Regions from separate parts of the Macaca mulatta genome. Here region 1 is linked to region 2. Evidence: chromatin contacts called from public Hi-C data. All regions are on one chromosome and are shown on one strand. The core of a region is the stretch at or near the end of the contact, and the rest is flanking DNA. Distances in the headings are between cores, read along the strand shown. Region 1 holds the start of ATG10 (autophagy related 10). Region 2 holds the start of SSBP2 (single stranded DNA binding protein 2).

Region 1 (3,615 bases), core at 783-3,282, 220 kb before region 2:
TTTTTTTTTTCTTAAGATTCCCAGATTATATTTATGATTCAAACACAACCTCCTGGGTCCCAAACACATCTCTAGGCTTCAAAGATAATCATCAAATCAAGCCCATCTTAAGAAATCTTCTGTTAAGTTTTACTCTCCTTGTTTTTCCTAAAGGGCTGCTTTACCTTTCTCAGAAATGTATTAGGCATCAGGAACTACTGTCAACATATAGTTTGTCACAAAACATTATACATAACTTGAATGGCCCACCATGTAGCAAAATCTCAGTTAACCTTATCATAATAAAACAGGAGGTGGCAAGGGAAAAGCAGGAGACAGAGGAAATAATCTTTTAACACTCCACATTCAAATGAATGCAGTTTAGAACTACTGTTTCCACTAATTTCTTCAATTTAAAATATCAATAACAATTTTTAAACTCTGCAATCTGCAAGACTTTAATTTTAATTTCTCAATACTCTGGATTTATTTTTTGATCAAGGTTCTGTAACATTTCCTCTGGTCACTGTTTAACCCTTCGGAAGCAATGAGAAAGGATTCTACTTGGGGTCCTAAGATGTATTTGAGTACCACACAGGGCCGATGTCCTCCCATCCTGAGAAGCATAAACTTGTTTTTGCCACTAAAGAATAGTGACCATTGTCCAATAACAAAAGTTATAAATATGATTCAAAATGAACCTGTGACAAAGACTTATTAAACTCACAATGGAGCAAGCTGAATGGCTTAGTGCGCTCAAAAGCATTTCAGGAACTGAGCATAAACACTGAAGAAAGGTAAGTTTGATAGGTTAGATAGAAAAATGGTTAATATCGGCCGGGTGCGGTGGCTTATGCCTGTAATCCCAGCACTTTGGGAGGCCGAGGCAGGCGGATGGATCACAAGATCACGAGTTCAAGACCAGCCTGTCCAATATGGTGAAACCCCGTCTCTACTAAACATACAAAAATTAGCTGGGCATGGTGGCGGGCACCTGTAGTCCCAGCTACTTAGGAGGCTGAGGCAGGAGAATTGCTTGAACCCGGGAGGCAGAGGTTGCAGTGAGCCGAGATCATGCCACTGCACTCCAGCCTGGGTGACAGAGCGAAAATCTGTCTCCAAAAAAAAGAAAAAAGAAAAATGGTTAATATCCTACAACGCAATAGAACTACAACCTTTAGGAGTACTGTATTTTTTTTCTATCCCACTCAAATAATTTGCATCTCCATTACTCCAAAAGATGTGAACTACAAAGCCTAGGCCCTAATCAATATCATCATGCCAAACAAAATACACTCCCCTAGACATCTAAATCATCTTCAGGTGGGCCTATTAAACAGGCTCCATTTTGACTCTGAAAAAAACATGCTGTCATCCTTTTGCCTTATTTCCAATACTTTTGTAATTTTTACCACGAAAAGTTTCTATAAATCAGTCAACTATTCCTTTATCATTCTCCCACCCTCCCCGGCAATTCTTGATTTTATAGGTTTTTTGGGAGGTTTAAAAAAAAAAAAAGAAAAACCTGTTGGCTCTAAATACCAAGTTATTCCTCCTGATACTTGATGAATGTGAAACTTCAAATTAAGTTGGACTCAGCCACCGGAAACCCCAATAATTTAATACTGTTTCAACGTCACATGGCCAAAGATTTGCTATCAGTATGTGGATTTTAAACACAAGGTAGTGACTACCCACTTCGAGGGTGCTGCAGCAATTGGGTATTGGGCCAGGAGTGCTGGTGACACCGTGTGCGCGACGGGGACTGGGTCCCGGGGAGGGAGTGTCCTCGCCCTTCCCCGCTCCCCCCCGCGCGCGGCGGCCAACACAGGCCCGCAATTCACCGGCGGGGACCCGCTTCCCCGGCCTTTTGTTCAGGACTGGGCTGTGTCCCGCCTACCCGCGCGAGCCCTTCCTCCCTGTCCTAGGAGTAAGGCGAGGACCGTGTGGGAAGCAGAGCCGGGAGGCGGCGACCAGCAGGGGCTGTGGGAATACTCACCCCGCTCCGCTCGGCCCCTGACCCCGCAGCCCAGCCCGACGAGGGCGGGGCGACGGGGCCAGGGGGAGGAGAGCTGGAGAGTGGAACCCAGCGCCCTGCGAGGCCACCGCCGCGGCGGTGCCCCTAGGGGGCTGAATGATGGGACTACGGGGGCCTCGAGGACGGAGGAAGACCCAAGCCAGCGCGCCCCGAGGCCAACCAGAAGTGGTCGTGGCCTCCTTCAGTCAGAGCCGCCAGCGGCCGGGTCGGAGCGTGCGCATTGCGCCTTCCCGTGCGCCTTGTGGGCCGCCTAGCGCAGGCCGGTGACGTGATCGGCCGCGCGCTCCGGGCAGGGGCGGGGCTGGGACCCAGGCCGGGACTGGGAGTGGGTGGAGAGGAGGGAAGCGAGACTTCCCTGCCGCCCGCTTCCACTGCCGCCAAGGCACCGCCCCTCGCTTCGCGGGCAGCTCTCATCCCCCCCACCCCCACCTCCAACCCAGCGCAGGCGGTGCCCTCCGCGGAGCACAAAGGCGGCTCGTTGAGTGGGGAGCGGGTTACTAGCAGCCCCCTAAGAGGTTGGAGAGCCGTGCCAGCATTCACACACTACAAAAAGTCCTGTAAACACCACAATTAAGCACAAGCATGGCTACCCCTTGAAAACTTACGGATGGAGGGAGAAGTTAGGAATTCGAATATTGACAATAGTACCATCTGTGGCACATATACCAGAGGAGAAAAAAAAAACTAGCAGCAAAATTAAATTGGGGCGAAACGGTGGGGATAAAGACTAGAAAAATGTAAGAGTAACAGGGGTAATCGAACTGAAATAGCAGACATCTGAAAGAAAACTAGCATCTGCTCCTTCTAACAACAGAGTTAAATGTGTTGGAAATGAAAGGAGAAAATGCAGGCGAAGAAGTGAAAGGAAAACCTGCCTTCAAACTACATGATACGGTTTTGATCTTGTACTACAGTTGTATGAGATGTCATCATTGGAGGAAACTAGGTGATAGGTACACGGGACTCTAGGTGCTGTAGTATTTTTGCAGTTTCCTGTGTCTATAATTATTTCCAAATAACAAGTTTTCCTTTTAGACAGGATACTGATTAGTGGCGACCGGGGTGAAGGGCTGGAGGAAGGGGTTGACTAGAAAGGTGCTTGAGAGCTTCTATACCGTGATTGTGTTGGTGACTAAACCACTGTTTGACGAAACCCGTAAGAGGTATAAATTTTACTTTATGTAAAATAGTTTAAAACTCAAAATGGTGCGACTAATAAAAATGAACTTACACTAACTTTTTTTTAGCAACTATGGCTATAAATTAATTGGTAGTTGCCAATTTAGATTATCCAGTTAATTTTTTTAAAAGCACAAGGCAGTGTGTTCTCAATGAGAGCTTAAGTAGACCAGGTATCTCCATCAACTTTAAGTATTTACCTTAAAAACGTATTTCACAGATGAAAACAAGAATGTGGCTGGGCGCAGTGGCGCACGCCTGTAATCCCAGCACTTTGGGAGGCCGAGGTAGGAGAATCTCTTGAGCCCAGGAGTTTGAGACCAGCCTGGGCAACACAGTGAGCCCTCATCTCTACAAAAATGTTTCAAAATAAGAATATATTTTTTAAAAAAAGAATGCACTGCTTTACATCATACTCA
Region 2 (3,505 bases), core at 737-3,236:
ACTGGCTCAGCTTCGTTTCAATCACCCAATCATTGCAGGTCACTAGAAACAAAAAGGAGAGTATGAATGCCATATCCCAACCACCCAATCACTCTAGGTCATTAGAAACAGAGAGGAGAATTCTTAAGTTAGAAATGGCAAATTACATCTCTTGGAAATTAATCTACTTAAGCCAATGTATTTTTTCCCCCACTTCCCCTCCTCATTTCCTTTATTGGCTTAATTTTTGTCCTTTTAATAAAAGTGCTTTTTATATCTTTTTTTTTTTTAACGATAATGTTTGTCCTCTACTACTTTTAATCTTTTGCTATCACATTCTATGGCTTCTTCATTTAATCCTGTATCTTCTAGTCTTCTCATCTTTTTATACCTCCCTTTCCCCATGTTTTTTTCCTTTTCCTTAACACCAGTGTAGAAACTACGTCCTCTTCATTTTCCCGTCTTTATGTTTGGTTGCCAACCCCATTTTTGATTCTCGACCTCTCATTTTTGCTAACTGCCCTTCCTTAATCTTGTGTTGATGTTTTATTCCTATCACTTCTGTCAATGCTCACACCCATTTCTTTCCTTTCCATCTATCTCTATATCTCCATATGCATTTTATGATCCTACTACTAAATGCTTAAAGCTGTATGTGTGTGGAATAGAACTGTACTTTCCTCCACGCGAATCCTATTTCCCTCTCCTCCCATAGCTACTTCTTGTCTTTTCATCCTTTCCAGATGTCGCCCTGTCCCACCCCCATCTGTCCCCTTCTTCCCCGTGTGAAGCCCATCTTCTTTCTAACCCCATTTGCACCCGTCTGATTTTACAAACATTTCAACAACATAAAGGATGCAGAGTTCTACTGGGAACCAGGTTGTGTGTGTTTCTGAAACTTTTGCGCGTTTACTGAAATGGGATTAGGGATTTGGATACAGAAACATTCTCGGGCAGCCTTTCAGCCCTGGCACAGCTTTGTACACCTTGGGGCGCCCTGGGGCCTATTCTAACGGGCAAGGACAGGGAAGTCTTTCAAGACCTTTTCTGGCCTTTTCCACTCCAGGGGTCAGGATGAATAGCCATCACCGACCCAAACTGTTAAACCAGGCCGGGTGGGGAAGCCTGGGGCCCTCTTCTGCGGCAGATCTGGCGGGGTGTCTAGGGCGCCGCGGGGCTCCGTGCAAGGAGGGGTTAGGGCAGGGGCCGCTGCGGCCGCAGGAGTCACCGGGCCTCCTCGGGAGGTCCGCTCACCTCTTACAGAGGAGGCCGACCCCAGGCCGGGTGCTCCCCTGAGGCGTAGGGTGCGGCCCCGGGCGCCGCCACCGCAGCGGCGCCGAGGGCCGGAGGTGCAGTCCTTCCCCAGGAGAGAAGGCGAGTCGCTACCGGCCGCTCAGTCAGAAGGTCGAGGGAATAGCGCGGGTGTCTCTCGCCAGCCGGCCCTCTGGGAACAAGGCGGGGGCGACAACCCAGGGGGTAGGGCTGAGGACGGCAGAAATCAATCGTGGGTACCGGCGCGGGGTCACGCATAGGAGAGAAGCGGGAGAGGGGCTGATCGGGGCCCCAGGGCGGCTGGGGCCGTGGCTCTGTCTGTAGACTCGGCGGGCGCCCCGAAGTCTGGGGCCGCCACGGCTCCAGCTCCGCCGGCTCCGGCCGGAGACTCCAGGCCGCAGTTTCTCCTCCTCCCGGCGCCTTCTCTCCAGTGAGGAGCCGAGCGCGGGCGGCACGGGGGGAGGGGTGGCGGCAGAGAGAACAGCCAGTTGTTTAAAATCCTTCTAGAGCAGTTTCTAATTCCCCCCTTGCGCCCGGGTTCGGAGGGGGGAGGGGGAAGGAGAGCGGGTGGAGGGAGGAGAGCAGAGAGGGAAGGAGGGAGGGAGGGAGCCGGGGAGGGAGGGAAGGAGGGAGGAGACTGCCGCTGAGGCTGTAGCCGCCACCGCGCGCTTCGGAAGGCCGGAGGGAGGGGGAGGCCTGTCAGTCTCGCGCGTTGCCTGGGCGAAGGGGGCGGAGCTTTGGCGTGGGGCGGCCAATAGTGGGGGTGGCTGCGTGGGTCGCCATGGGGACGGGGCTGTTCCCGGGGAGGCTGTGATGGGTTGACAGGTGCGTGACAGTGGGAGCTGCTCTCGGCACAAGCATGTACGGCAAAGGCAAGAGTAACAGCAGCGCCGTCCCGTCCGACAGCCAGGCCCGGGAGAAGTAAGTGTCTCCGCTTCTCACCCACCTCCGCCTTCACACGCGCGCACACTCACGCACGCACTCGCACACTCTGGGAGACACAGACACTCTCCGCCCGGGGAGCGCCGGGGGTGGGCTGGCAGGGGGAGGGGTGCCGCGATGGGGGCGTGTGGTGCGGGGAGCGGCGCTTTCCCTGGAGGTGCGGGCGCGGGGCGGGCGGCCGCAGGGGGCTGTCGGCGGGAGGGAGCGGGTGTGTTGAGGGGCGGCGGTGGTGCTGGTGGCGAGGATGGAAACTTGTTTGGGTGATTGAGGGAAATAACCCGCGGGTTCACCTTCCAAAGTAACTTTAGAGCTGGGGTCCGGGGCTCCGGGGACCCGGGGAGCCGCCGGGGGTGGCGGGAGGGGCAGCTGCGTGTAGGAAGGCGTGCGGTGGGAATGTGGGTGTTTGGCGGGCCGGCCAGGGTCGGGGCCGGGGTCGGGGAGGGCCGCGCGGGGAGCGCGGCGGCGGGGGCCTGGGCGCTGGGGCTCAGGGCCGCGAGCGCGGGGCGAGGCGAGGGCGGCGGTGCCGGGCGCGCGGCGGGCGGAAGCCGGGCGTGGAGCGGCCGAGCGGGGCCCCGCGGGGCGCGGAGACGCGCGCGGGGCGCGGAGGGCGTGGGCTGGGTGGGCGTCCGGGCTTTCCTGGGCAGCTACTGACTCGGCGCCCGCAGTCCCTCGGGCCGCGCGGGGCGGGGGCGGGGGCGGGGGCGGGTGGGCGCCGGAGACGCCGCAGAAGTTTGGGAGTCGGAGAGGGACGAATTCCCGGGGAGCTAAAGTGTGCTGACGAGGAGCAGGATCCGCTGGAGGAGGCTGGCGTTTCTGCCTCTCGCAGCGGACCCAACTCCGCGGCGGCGGCTGGCGAACTTTTTGTGAGGCTGGCAGCCCCCGAGCGGTGGGAGGGGCGGGCCCGGCGGGGCGGTGGTCGGGGGCGCGCGGAGGGGAGTTGTGGGAGCCGCCGGGGGCGCCCGAGGAGGGCAGCTGCGGCGGGGAGGGGCAGTGGTCCGAAAAGGGGTTTGTGGGAGGGGAGAAGCGTTCAGGTGGGAAGGAGCCGCTTGGTTACAGTTGTGGGGAGATACAGGTGTTAACTTCGGTGGGAGCCCAAGAGGCGGCTGGCGAGAACAGAGCCCCTCCCGGCCCGGGATACCACTGTCACGGCACACTGCAAAGCAGAGCGGTTTGCTGCTATTCTTGTGCACTTGTAACGGTGATTTGGTTGTTACTAAAAATGAGAACGAATAGTGACTGTGACCACTGAGGAAGAACCCCCCTCCTTTTTATTTTTTTTTAATTTTTTAAAACTGTGCAACAGATCGGTGAT

The links. A called contact is a pair of places that touch in the nucleus more often than the background predicts.
Region 1: a Hi-C map of fetal cortical plate shows a contact between it and region 2, with 2.9 times the contacts expected there. The contact joins the promoter of ATG10 here to the promoter of SSBP2 in region 2. A contact is called at or near these places in 3 of 14 Hi-C or Micro-C datasets (fetal cortex germinal zone, fetal cortical plate and liver).

The regions. Positions count from the first base shown.
Region 1 is chr6:88,280,307-88,283,921 of T2T-MMU8v2.0, reverse strand. It overlaps ATG10 (autophagy related 10), which reads right to left and starts at 2,032. Exons shown (of 8, transcript XM_078004955.1): 1 at 1,979-2,032.
Region 2 is chr6:88,061,738-88,065,242 of T2T-MMU8v2.0, reverse strand. SSBP2 (single stranded DNA binding protein 2) reads left to right here and starts at 1,986. Exons shown (of 17, transcript NM_001260682.1): 1 at 1,986-2,172. The coding sequence starts at 2,111.